3 separate regions of the Oryctolagus cuniculus genome follow, and regions 1 and 3 are each linked to region 2. Evidence: chromatin contacts called from public Hi-C and Micro-C data. All regions are on one chromosome and are shown on one strand. Each heading gives the region's core, a stretch centred on a gene start, on an enhancer-like site or on the middle of the called end of the contact. The rest is flanking DNA. Distances are from core to core; before and after follow the strand shown. Region 1 holds the start of EED (embryonic ectoderm development). Region 2 holds the start of PICALM (phosphatidylinositol binding clathrin assembly protein). Region 3 has its middle 86 kb from the start of EED.

What was found. A called contact is a pair of places that touch in the nucleus more often than the background predicts.
Region 1: a contact with region 2 is called in a Micro-C map of ear pinna, with 9 times the contacts expected there. The contact joins the promoter of EED here to the promoter of PICALM in region 2. A contact is called at or near these places in 2 of 6 Hi-C or Micro-C datasets (ear pinna and skin fibroblasts).
Region 3: a Hi-C map of skin fibroblasts shows a contact between it and region 2, with 2.0 times the contacts expected there. The contact joins the enhancer-like site here to the promoter of PICALM in region 2. A contact is called at or near these places in 2 of 6 Hi-C or Micro-C datasets (skin fibroblasts and an unstated tissue).

Annotation. Positions count from the first base shown.
Region 1 is chr1:77,386,657-77,389,626 of mOryCun1.1, forward strand. It overlaps EED (embryonic ectoderm development), which reads left to right and starts at 1,512. Exons shown (of 12, transcript XM_002708655.5): 1 at 1,512-2,410. The coding sequence starts at 2,297.
Region 2 is chr1:77,154,214-77,157,328 of mOryCun1.1, forward strand. It overlaps PICALM (phosphatidylinositol binding clathrin assembly protein), which reads right to left and starts at 1,459. Exons shown (of 20, transcript XM_070076422.1): 1 at 824-1,459. The coding sequence starts at 953. LOC138843109 (a long non-coding RNA gene) reads left to right here and starts at 619. Exons shown (of 3, transcript XR_011389911.1): 1 at 619-740.
Region 3 is chr1:77,300,332-77,303,737 of mOryCun1.1, forward strand. It overlaps the pseudogene LOC100338202. Among named protein-coding and RNA genes, the nearest start is that of EED, 86 kb to the right of the region's middle. Within about 2 kb of position 1,945, at least 3 of the 8 cell types and tissues checked have an H3K27ac peak or open chromatin away from gene starts, as enhancers often do.

The DNA of each region.
Region 1 (2,970 bases), core at 262-2,761, 230 kb after region 2:
TTCACCCTCCAAATACCCACAATAGCCAGGGCTAGGCCAGGCCAACAGCAGCAACTCTTTGATTTTAAATCCCCACTTGTATTTGTTGTGTTTGGAGGAGCTGAGCCCAATTTCTCTCCCCTACAATCTTGGTCTCTTTCAAAATAGTCCTGAAGGAAGTATCAGAATAATTTATCTTTAACATTAGTTATAATGAATATGAACTAATTTCCATCATTCATCCATCCCAAACGTATCAGAACATATAAAAAATCCCTCCTAGTTTTAATAAGACTCTTTAAAAACATTTTTGCTTTGTTACAGATAACATGAGTGCTGAATATCTTTGGGTTATTTTCTTTTCATGTACCCTTTATCCAAATGGTCAGCACTTACTCCATGTTATGACTAGAAGCTGACTCCCACATCCCACTGGACCCACGCAGCAATCTGAAATGTGTTAGCTGATTATCCGTTCCTTGTAGAGTTATATTTCACAAACAGCTTTCTCAATAAAACAGAGTATCTGTCTTTGCCCAAAAAGGTGTCACACTGAAGCACATCTTACCTTTCTCATAGCTGACTCATCTGTCACATCTCTCCCCCACACCTGAGGAGTGCTTAGCAGTGCCTGGCACATTGAGAGTGTTCCACAAATACTGCAATTAGTAAGACCTGGACTTTTTCAGCGTCCATATTTTTCCTGAATCTTTATTGTAAATATGTCTTACTCTGCCCTCTCTTTGCTTCACTTTCCTTTTTTCATTCTCAACCAAGAATTCTCTGCTAACTTCAAAAGGAGGAATGACTTGCAATCTGCAGAGAGTAAAACAGATCTTCTCACTGTCAAATCATCTTGCAGAAGTAATTCAAGTATACTACAATTTTATGGCTGCGACACTAGACTGGTTATCCCTTGTGTCTTACGACGAGATCCAAAAGAGAAAACATATCAGGCAGGTGCTCAAGGTATGCTGGGTTCCTTCTCACTTCCACGCATTTACAGATGAGGACACTGAGGTCCAGAAATACCAGCACTCACAACTGTGTTCTAAAACAAAGGAGGCTGCGTTTCCTTCAGTTGTACGGCTTGATGACCCATCTGACAAATCAACAAGACTCACCAATGTATTCTGCACCTGTCAAGAGTGCAGATGTAAGTAACAGAAACTATTTTGGTGAAGTACTAAAATTGTATTGTTATTTGCCTGTCGCTTAAGTCTCACGGGTTCATAGTTGGAACTATCCACCGATTTATAGGCCTTTGAGTTTTTCAGGGCCTTGTTTAAAAAGAGCACTTGAGTTGTAGCTGTTCAAGGGTCTGTAATTTTAGCACACTTCTACTTAAACCTTAGCCAATATTGGCCACAACCGGTTGAGGTTAAAAAAATTATTGCAATAAATATTCATCAGACCAAACATCCGTCAAGAATTTAGGGTGCGTCCTGAGACGATGATTGGTAGCGCTTTGAAATCCATCCCTGGCTATGCACACGCAGTAGAAAACTACCAGGTTCAGCAAACAAGATTTCGAAAAGAGGAGGGGCCTGGAGGAGGAGGGACCCCCACAACCCAGCGCGAGAATACGCCTCGGCGCGTGCGCACCTCCAGGTGGGTGCCTTCCATTTGCCAGATGGGGGAAGCAAGTGCGACTCAGTCTACGGTTTTTAAATTCCCATCCTCAAGCAAAAGTTACGTTGGCATAATCTCGTGAATCTCGTGAAGTCGTCACCTCCCGAGTTCAGGTTTAAAGACTCTTGGCACGCAGAGCTTAAGCAAGAGGTGACTTAGCAAAGCTTCCCCCGTCCCCTGGGACACCGGTGGTCTACTCCATCCACAGACTTTCGCTCCCTTTGCAGCGAGTCGGAGATCGAAGGATTGGGCCAATTGCGGCTGAAACGTCTCTGGAAGGAGGAAGGGGGTGACGGAGCATCCCTTTTGAGTTCTGCCTGTTCTTTTCGAGGTGGTGGTGGGGACGGGAGACATACGAAATACTACCCTCTTAAGCCAACGGATCCTACATCTCCGTGCAAACTGCCGGGGGGGCGGCGGGAAAAGGGCAAAACGGGAGTCGGGAAAGGGAAGGAGCCAGAAAGCCGCGCAGGAGGGCGCGCGCGCGCGCCCCTTTTTCAGCAGTGTGGCGGGGTCGCACGCACGCCCGCCTCGGCGGCTGGGCGCGATTTGCGACACTGGGGGGAGCGGTGGAGGTGGCGGCGGCAGTGGCAACTTTGCGGCAAGCTCCGGACGGGCTTGCTTGACGGCGGTGTGGCGGAGGCCCCGCCCGAGGCGGCAGGAACCTGGGGGGAGGCGGAGGAATATGTCCGAGAGGGAAGTGTCGACAGCGCCGGCGGGAACAGACATGCCTGCGGCCAAGAAGCAGAAGCTGAGCAGCGACGAGAACAGCAACCCGGACCTCTCTGGAGACGAAAATGTGAGTGCGGCCCGGAGCAGCCACGGGACTCTGCGGAGTGGGAGTTTTTAGATTCTTTAAAAACTGCGGGTGCGGGATGGGGGGGCCGGCGCTGGGGCGGGGAGGGGGTAGAGCGAGAGGTGTCACCCCGTGCCCGGGATGGGGAGGGCGTGCGGGCGAAGTCGAACCTGTGTCTGGCGGGGATTTTGAGCCGCGGCCGAGAGCAGGCAGAAAGTTGGCCAAGGAGAGTGGCTTAAGTGAGAGCATGGGTCCGAGAGCTCTCCTCTGCCTGTGGGGAAGTGTTCGGGCCTTTGGGAGATAGAGGGAAGAGTGCGGGTCTGAGATTCCAGTAGTTTAAAAGGCGTGCTAGATTTTCTTTTTTTTTTTTCCCTAAGAGTGGGAAGGAGCGGGCAGTCGAGAACTCTTTCAAAGGAGTTCGGGCACTGTGTCGCTCTGACCCCTGTAGAATCTTCAGGATGCAAAGGGTAGATCTTTGAGTTAATGGAGTTTGAATGAGTGTTTAAGAGCGCCTGGTGTCTGCTCCCGTCCTGTGCGAATCCAATAATGAGAATCTAAAAAAA
Region 2 (3,115 bases), core at 209-2,708:
AATTCAAACCGCCAGGGTTAACAGTTCAGGAATGGATACTAGCACCAGCAAAATCTTTTCCACATCGCATTTTAAGGAGGGGTGGAAGCTGACATTCACAACCTAGCCCAGTCAAGAGCCTGAACAATACAACCATTACATTCTACCGGAGGCAAATAAAAACTCCCAACTTCCAACTTCACTTTCACTTCCACGAAAAAAGGTAATCCAGGGTGAAAGTCCGGGCGTTGCGTGTGATAATTAAAACACAACGAGTTGAAAGAACTGAACTAAAGCAACAGAGGCAGAAAAAGGCAACCCAAATGGGGGACGGAAAGTGGAAGAGAAAGCTGGGAAGGAAAAAGCAGCCAATGGAGTAAAGGAAGTGGGAACCCCTTCCAGAGGCAGCCGTGAACAAGCTGCGGGCTAAGAGGCTCTGAGGCCACTGAAACGCGAGTCTACGGAAACCTGAAGGCGGCTAATGGGGAAACAATGAGCCGGCGAGACCGGGAGCAAGCCGGGAGACGCTCAGGGCGGCACGGGACGGCTGGGACGAAGAGCACAAGGCTGCTGGAGCCAGAGGGGAAGGCGAGTCGGCGGGGTGAGGGGCCCCTAGGAAGCGGGAGGGGAGTGGCCAGTCCGAGGCTCGGTCACAGAGACCCGGCGGCCGCAGGCCATGAAGGCAGGTGTGATAGAAGCACAGGGAGCACACGAGCGGCCGTGCCACTCCGACGCAGGCAGGGGAGAGACAGCTGAAGGGGGTAAGGAAAGAGATGGAGACAAGGACGCGGGTGGCGCCGGGGGTGGGGGTGGGGGTAGGGGAGGCGCAGTGGGCTTCACTCACAGTCCAGGTGCTTTTTCTTGGGCCCCATGATCTCGTGGGTCGTGGCCTTGCATACTGTCTTGGATACGGCGGAGCCGGTGACACTGTGCTGGGCGGCGGTGATTCGGTCCGTCAGGCTCTGGCCAGACATCTCTGCTGCTGCTCCGCCACCCCTCCCGCTCGGCAGCCGGCGGGGACCGGGACCCCCAGACGCCGGAGGTCCCCACCCCCCACCGCACCCCCTACCCCCACCGGCTCCTTCCCCGCCTGCCGGCCTGGGGCGGGGCTCAGGGCCGCGCGCTGCCACTCAGCCCGAAGAGAACCGGCTCGTGTCAGCCGCGGGGTCGGACACGATGTCGGGCGCTCCCGTGCCCCCGCCTCAGCTCAGCCCACCCCTCCCCTGGTCAGCTGGAGCCGGGCCGGGCAAGAGGGACAGGCAGCTGCAGGAAAATGGCGGCGCCAGGCTCCTCCTCGGAGCTTTCCGGGCTGCCCCCGGGTCACGTGACTCGGGCGCCGCCCCTCCTTCTCCCTTCTCCCGCCCCCTTTTCCTTCCCTTTCCTCTTCGACGCCCGCCCTCCCTCGCTCAGCGAGGGAAGAGCGGGGCGGCGCCCGCGCGTTACGGGATGGAACCCGCCCGGCGGGCGCAACAGGAGGCCCGCCCGGGGGCAGTGCGCGGCCCAGCGCGTCACGTGACGCTCCCTGCCAACAGGTCGCAGGGCTGGGGGGGTCACAGAAGGGGGGTGGAGTGGGGCGGCCGGCTTCTGCCCTCTCTCACCCCACCCTAAGGGTGTCCTCTTGTCTGTGATTGAAACCAACGGCTTGACAAAGAGGAGGTGCAGCTGCCTGCACAGCTTCCCGTGAGGAAGGTGGTGTCTAGAGTTCCGACTCTTGGGGCTTCCCTGGCAGAGAGAGTGCGTTTGGAGACGCCCCCAAAGCCGTCCTCCCGACTTAAAGGAGAAGCTCCGGCGGCCTAGTTCCCAAACCCTGCCAGCAGGCCTGTCTCTGCTGTGGAAGTGTTGAAGCTCTCCCAGAATGGTTTCTCCCTGCCTTCCTTGAGAGGCTTGGAAATGTCACCTGGTTTTGTTTATCCCTACCCTGAAAACGTTGCTGCCGGTCTAAATTTAGATACAAACCGACCAGTATTCATCTTCTGGGGTGTCAAATAGGACAGGAAACACATAGCTTCCCTGGAATTTGAAAAGGGAAGTAGTAGGATGATGTCAACAGCGATTAGCTTGACCCTACAAGGCTGACTGATGGGGTGATTAAAGGTCCAGACCATACAAGGAAGTGAGACAAGATGGTAAATGGAGAAGTCTCATTCCAGGAGTGCAGACAGCACTACCTGCCATCTTCCCAGGTTTAGTCTTGCTTCCCTTTGGCATCTTTTACTGGATCAGCCGGGTTTCCATGGCAAGACATTGACACTGCCCTGTGGACATTTTAGAGGAGCTATTGTGTCCTGAGAGTCTGTCCTGTGAGATCCAGATCTATTAACAAAGCCTTTGGAAATGTTACTAGTGCCCCACATTTACCCCAGGGTTAAGTATAAACTTTAAAACCTCTGTCAATGAGCCGGCGCCGTGGCTCAATAGGCTAATCCTCCACCTTGCGGCACCGGCACACCGGGTTCTAGTCCCGGTTGGGGCGCCGGATTCTGTCCTGGTTGCCCCTCTTCCAGGCCAGCTCTCTGCTATGGCCAGGGAGTGCAGTGGAGGATGGCCCAGGTGCTTGGGCCCTGCACCCCATGGGAGACCAGGAAAAGCACCTGGCTCCTGGCTCCTGCCAGGATCAGCGCGGTGCGCCGGCTGCAGCGGCGGCCATTGGAGGGTGAACCAGCGGCAAAGGAAGACCTTTCTCTCTCTGTCTCTCTCTCACTGTCCACTCTGCCTGTCAAAAAAAAAAAAAAAAAACCTCTGTCAATGTTGTTACCATGATAGTCATATGTAATCTTGCTAGTTTCAAGTGAATGCTAACATACTCTGAAAATCTGTGTACACCATCTGCCAGCCAAATCCAAAATCCTGTGCTTCAATCTGGTGACTCTTTCAAAACATGCAAAGTTAATAGATACCTAGCATTTTATGTATCATATCGAGAATTTTGTAGTCTCCTCCCATTCCCTTTGTCTCACCTCCTCAATGTCTCTTCCCCAATTTTCTCTCCACAACGACTGGTGAAATTCTGCAGCATCATGCTTTTACCAAGCATGGTTTTTGCTGGCTTACAGGTCTTAAATCAGCAGGCTTCATCACAAAACTGTAACTCATCAGTACATCTGCAGTACATCTGTGGTTTAGTGTCCAATTCGCT
Region 3 (3,406 bases), core at 695-3,194, 150 kb after region 2:
AGCACTCAAGATCTTTACTTACTCATAGTTAAGTCTCTTTTGCCATGTGAGGTGGCATAGTCACAGATTTGCACAATACCAACGTTCTTATTTTGTTATCCTTATTTCATCCTTCAGTGATTTCAGGATAAAGCCAAAACTCTTTTGCAAGACATGGGCCACCACTTGTGATCTGACCCAGGCCTGTCATCTTCCCTTCAATTCTTTCTACCCTTCTACCCTCCACCAATGCACTGAACATTCCAGTAGAGTGAATCCTTGTGAGTCTTCAGTTGTGAGTTAATGTCCTTGTGGGCCAGCCACTTTCCTGTTGCTATTTCTGTACAGAATCTCCTCCCCCAAATTCCCTCTTTGCCCTCCTTCTCTGCCAATTCTTTTTTGTTTTACTTTATTTTTTTACTTTTTGGTTTGTTTTACACTTGACCCAAGTTTTCTCCTTGCTAAACTTTCACTGCACCACTTAGGTTTGATCTTGGATAAGTTACTTCACTTCTCTATGTCTCAATCTTGTACCTAAAGAGTGAGAAGAGTGGCAGATATTTAAGACATGGGTTAAGATACTTTTGTCCACATCGGAATACCTGGGTTCAGCATTTGATTCTGACTCCTGATCCACTCCCTGCTAATGTAGACCCTAGGAGACAGCAATGATGACTCAAGTGATTGGGGTCCTGCATTCTATGTGGGAAACTTAGATTGTGTTTTTGGCTCCTGGCTCCAGCCCTGGCCTAGGCCTGGCCTTCTGGGTAATTGAGCCATATACCAGAAGATGGGAGCTCTGTCTGTCTGTCTGTCTGTATCTCTGCTTATGAAACAATTAAGTCAATGAATGATTTTTTTAAACAATTTAAAAGACTGAGAACAGACCAGAACTTGCATTATTGTGAGGATCAAATACATAATCCACATAAAGAACTTAGCAGACTGCCTGACAGATGGTAAATGCTTAAACTTATCCTCACTCATCATTATAAATATTCCTTGACTCCTTACTACTATGTAAGCATTTCCCCTCTGTCTTCTATTTTTTTTTTAAATTTTTTGACAGGCAGAGTGGACAGTGAGAGAGAGAGACAGAGAGAAAGGTCTTCCTTTGCCGTTGGTTCACCCTCCAATGGCTGCCGCGGCTGGTGCGCTGTGGCCAGCGCACCGCGCTGATCCGATGGCAGGAGCCAGGAGCCAGGTACTTATCCTGGTCTCCCATGGGGTGCAGGGCCCAAGTACTTGGGCCATCCTCCACTGCACTCCCTGGCCACAGCAGAGAGCTGGCCTGGAAGAGGGGCAACCGGGACAGAATCCGGCGCCCCGACCAGGACTAGAACCCGGTGTGCCAGCGCCGCAAGGCAGAGGATTAGCCTAGTGAGCCATGGTGCCAGCCCCTCTGTCTTCTATTAACACACAGTACATAGAAGGCAGCAGACTCTCCTGTAATTGTTCATTTGTAAGTCTCTTCTGCTGACTGACCATTCTTTGAATTAGGAACTCAATTGTTTATTTTTACATCACTGTGTCTCACATAGGATTTTAATATACAGCAAGTTAGTATTTATTGAAGTAAAATAGGAAAGCAATTCCTGGGGAACATATGCTAATTCTATTCTCAGAGTATTTCTTTAAATCTTTCATTTCATCCTTATCTTCCTGCCGCACCAGTCTAAAAATAACTCATTTGTCTACCTTCTATTTAAATAAAAGCACAGCATTCACAAAACCTACCCTGTTGTGCCAAATTTCCTTTTGTCTTCCTTTGCTCTAGCTACTTCCTCTTTTTTTCCTTCTACTTCCTCCTGGTTAAAGGTCATCTCTTTCAGTGTCGTCATTCTTTTTTTCTCAGTAGTGACAGTCTTCTTCCTAAAATTCATATTTTTATGAGCTTCCCAGAAAGCTGTATAGACTTTACCGTAACAAGGGAAGTCCCACCCTTCCTTTCCTGCCTTGTGCTGCAGCCCTTGAAGTTACCAGGAAATCTGCAGCCTTGGTGCAAGTCAGGATAAGCTCCCTCTTCCTGCAGGTCACAGTAATACTGAAGCTAGTTGCAGCGCTGTCCCACATTCAGGAACTATTTTGAAGTATGAAGTAATTCAGGCCTTTCTGTTCCCTCAGCTTGGTTTTGATTAAGTATGGAGGTCCCTAATATATTCATAAAAATCATTAACTTGACAGACATCATGGGGGATGTGAATCCTGTTCTAACACTTACTCTGAAGTTTAGCCTTCAATACACAATAGGGGCTTGTCACCTAATGTGGACCTTGCACCGGTCACTGTTCCTAAGCTGTTTATAATCTAATCAGAGATATATTATTTATAAACATTAAACAAAATATAAGATTAAAAACAATTCAATTCTAAAATACATCATAATTGATTTTTTTATTTGAAAGGAGGAGTTACAGAGAGGCAGAGAGAGAGAGAGAGAGAGAGAGAGAGAGATCTTCCATCTGCTGGTTCACTCCCTAGATGGCCACAATGGCCAGAACTGGGCTGATCTGAAGCCAGGAGCCTGGAGCTTCCTCTGGGTCTCCCACATGGGTACAGGGGCCCAATGACTTGGGCCATCTTCTACTGCTTTCCCTGGCCATAGCAGAGAGCTGGTTTGGAAGTGGAGCATCTGGGTCTCAAGCCCGTGCCCATATGGGATGCCGGCACTGCAGACGTGGCTTTCCCCACTATGTCACAGCGTCAGTCCCTTATAGTTGATTTTTTAAAAAGGGCAGTAAGTTGTTGTGGGACAGAACCTAAACTCAAGACGCCTGGATTCTAGTTTTAAACCTTCTGGTTGTAAGACTGGTGAGTCTCTCATAGCTATAAAATTGAAGGCTTGTTCTATATGACTTTTAAGAAAGCTTTCAATTATGTGGGTGGAGAAAAGAAGAGATCTGTTTGGTGGGATTTATTGGATAAATCTTCTTGGGGGGCAAAAGGAATACAGGATGAGCCTTAAAGATGTTTGGGATTTTTGATTTGGCAGATGAAAGTGAGAATACTTGTGGAGTTGAAGTTTGGTAAAGTAAGAGGGTGAGAAAGGGCGGTGTAGTTTATAACACAGCATCCATGCCAGACAACAACCCAGCTAGCGAGCACTGAGGGGCTGAATGCTCTGGGGCTTGGACATGAGACTGAGGGGTTGTGGTGAAGCCTTGAAAAGGGGAAATGAAGCCTTGAAAAGGGAAGTGTTGGGGAGGATGGAGAGGAGATGAAATTATGACAGCAATCCGGGTGTAAGTTAAGTTTAATCTGGACTAGGGAAGCCAAGATGTGAATAAAGAGAAGGCGGTAAGCCTGACAAGCATTTGCAGAAAAGATTGGACAAAGCAGAATAAGAAGAGGAAGCAATCTAAGTTAATCACCAATGCTTGAGTACAGATTTTGTTGACAGAAAGGGGAAGAACACTTTTGTAAGGGA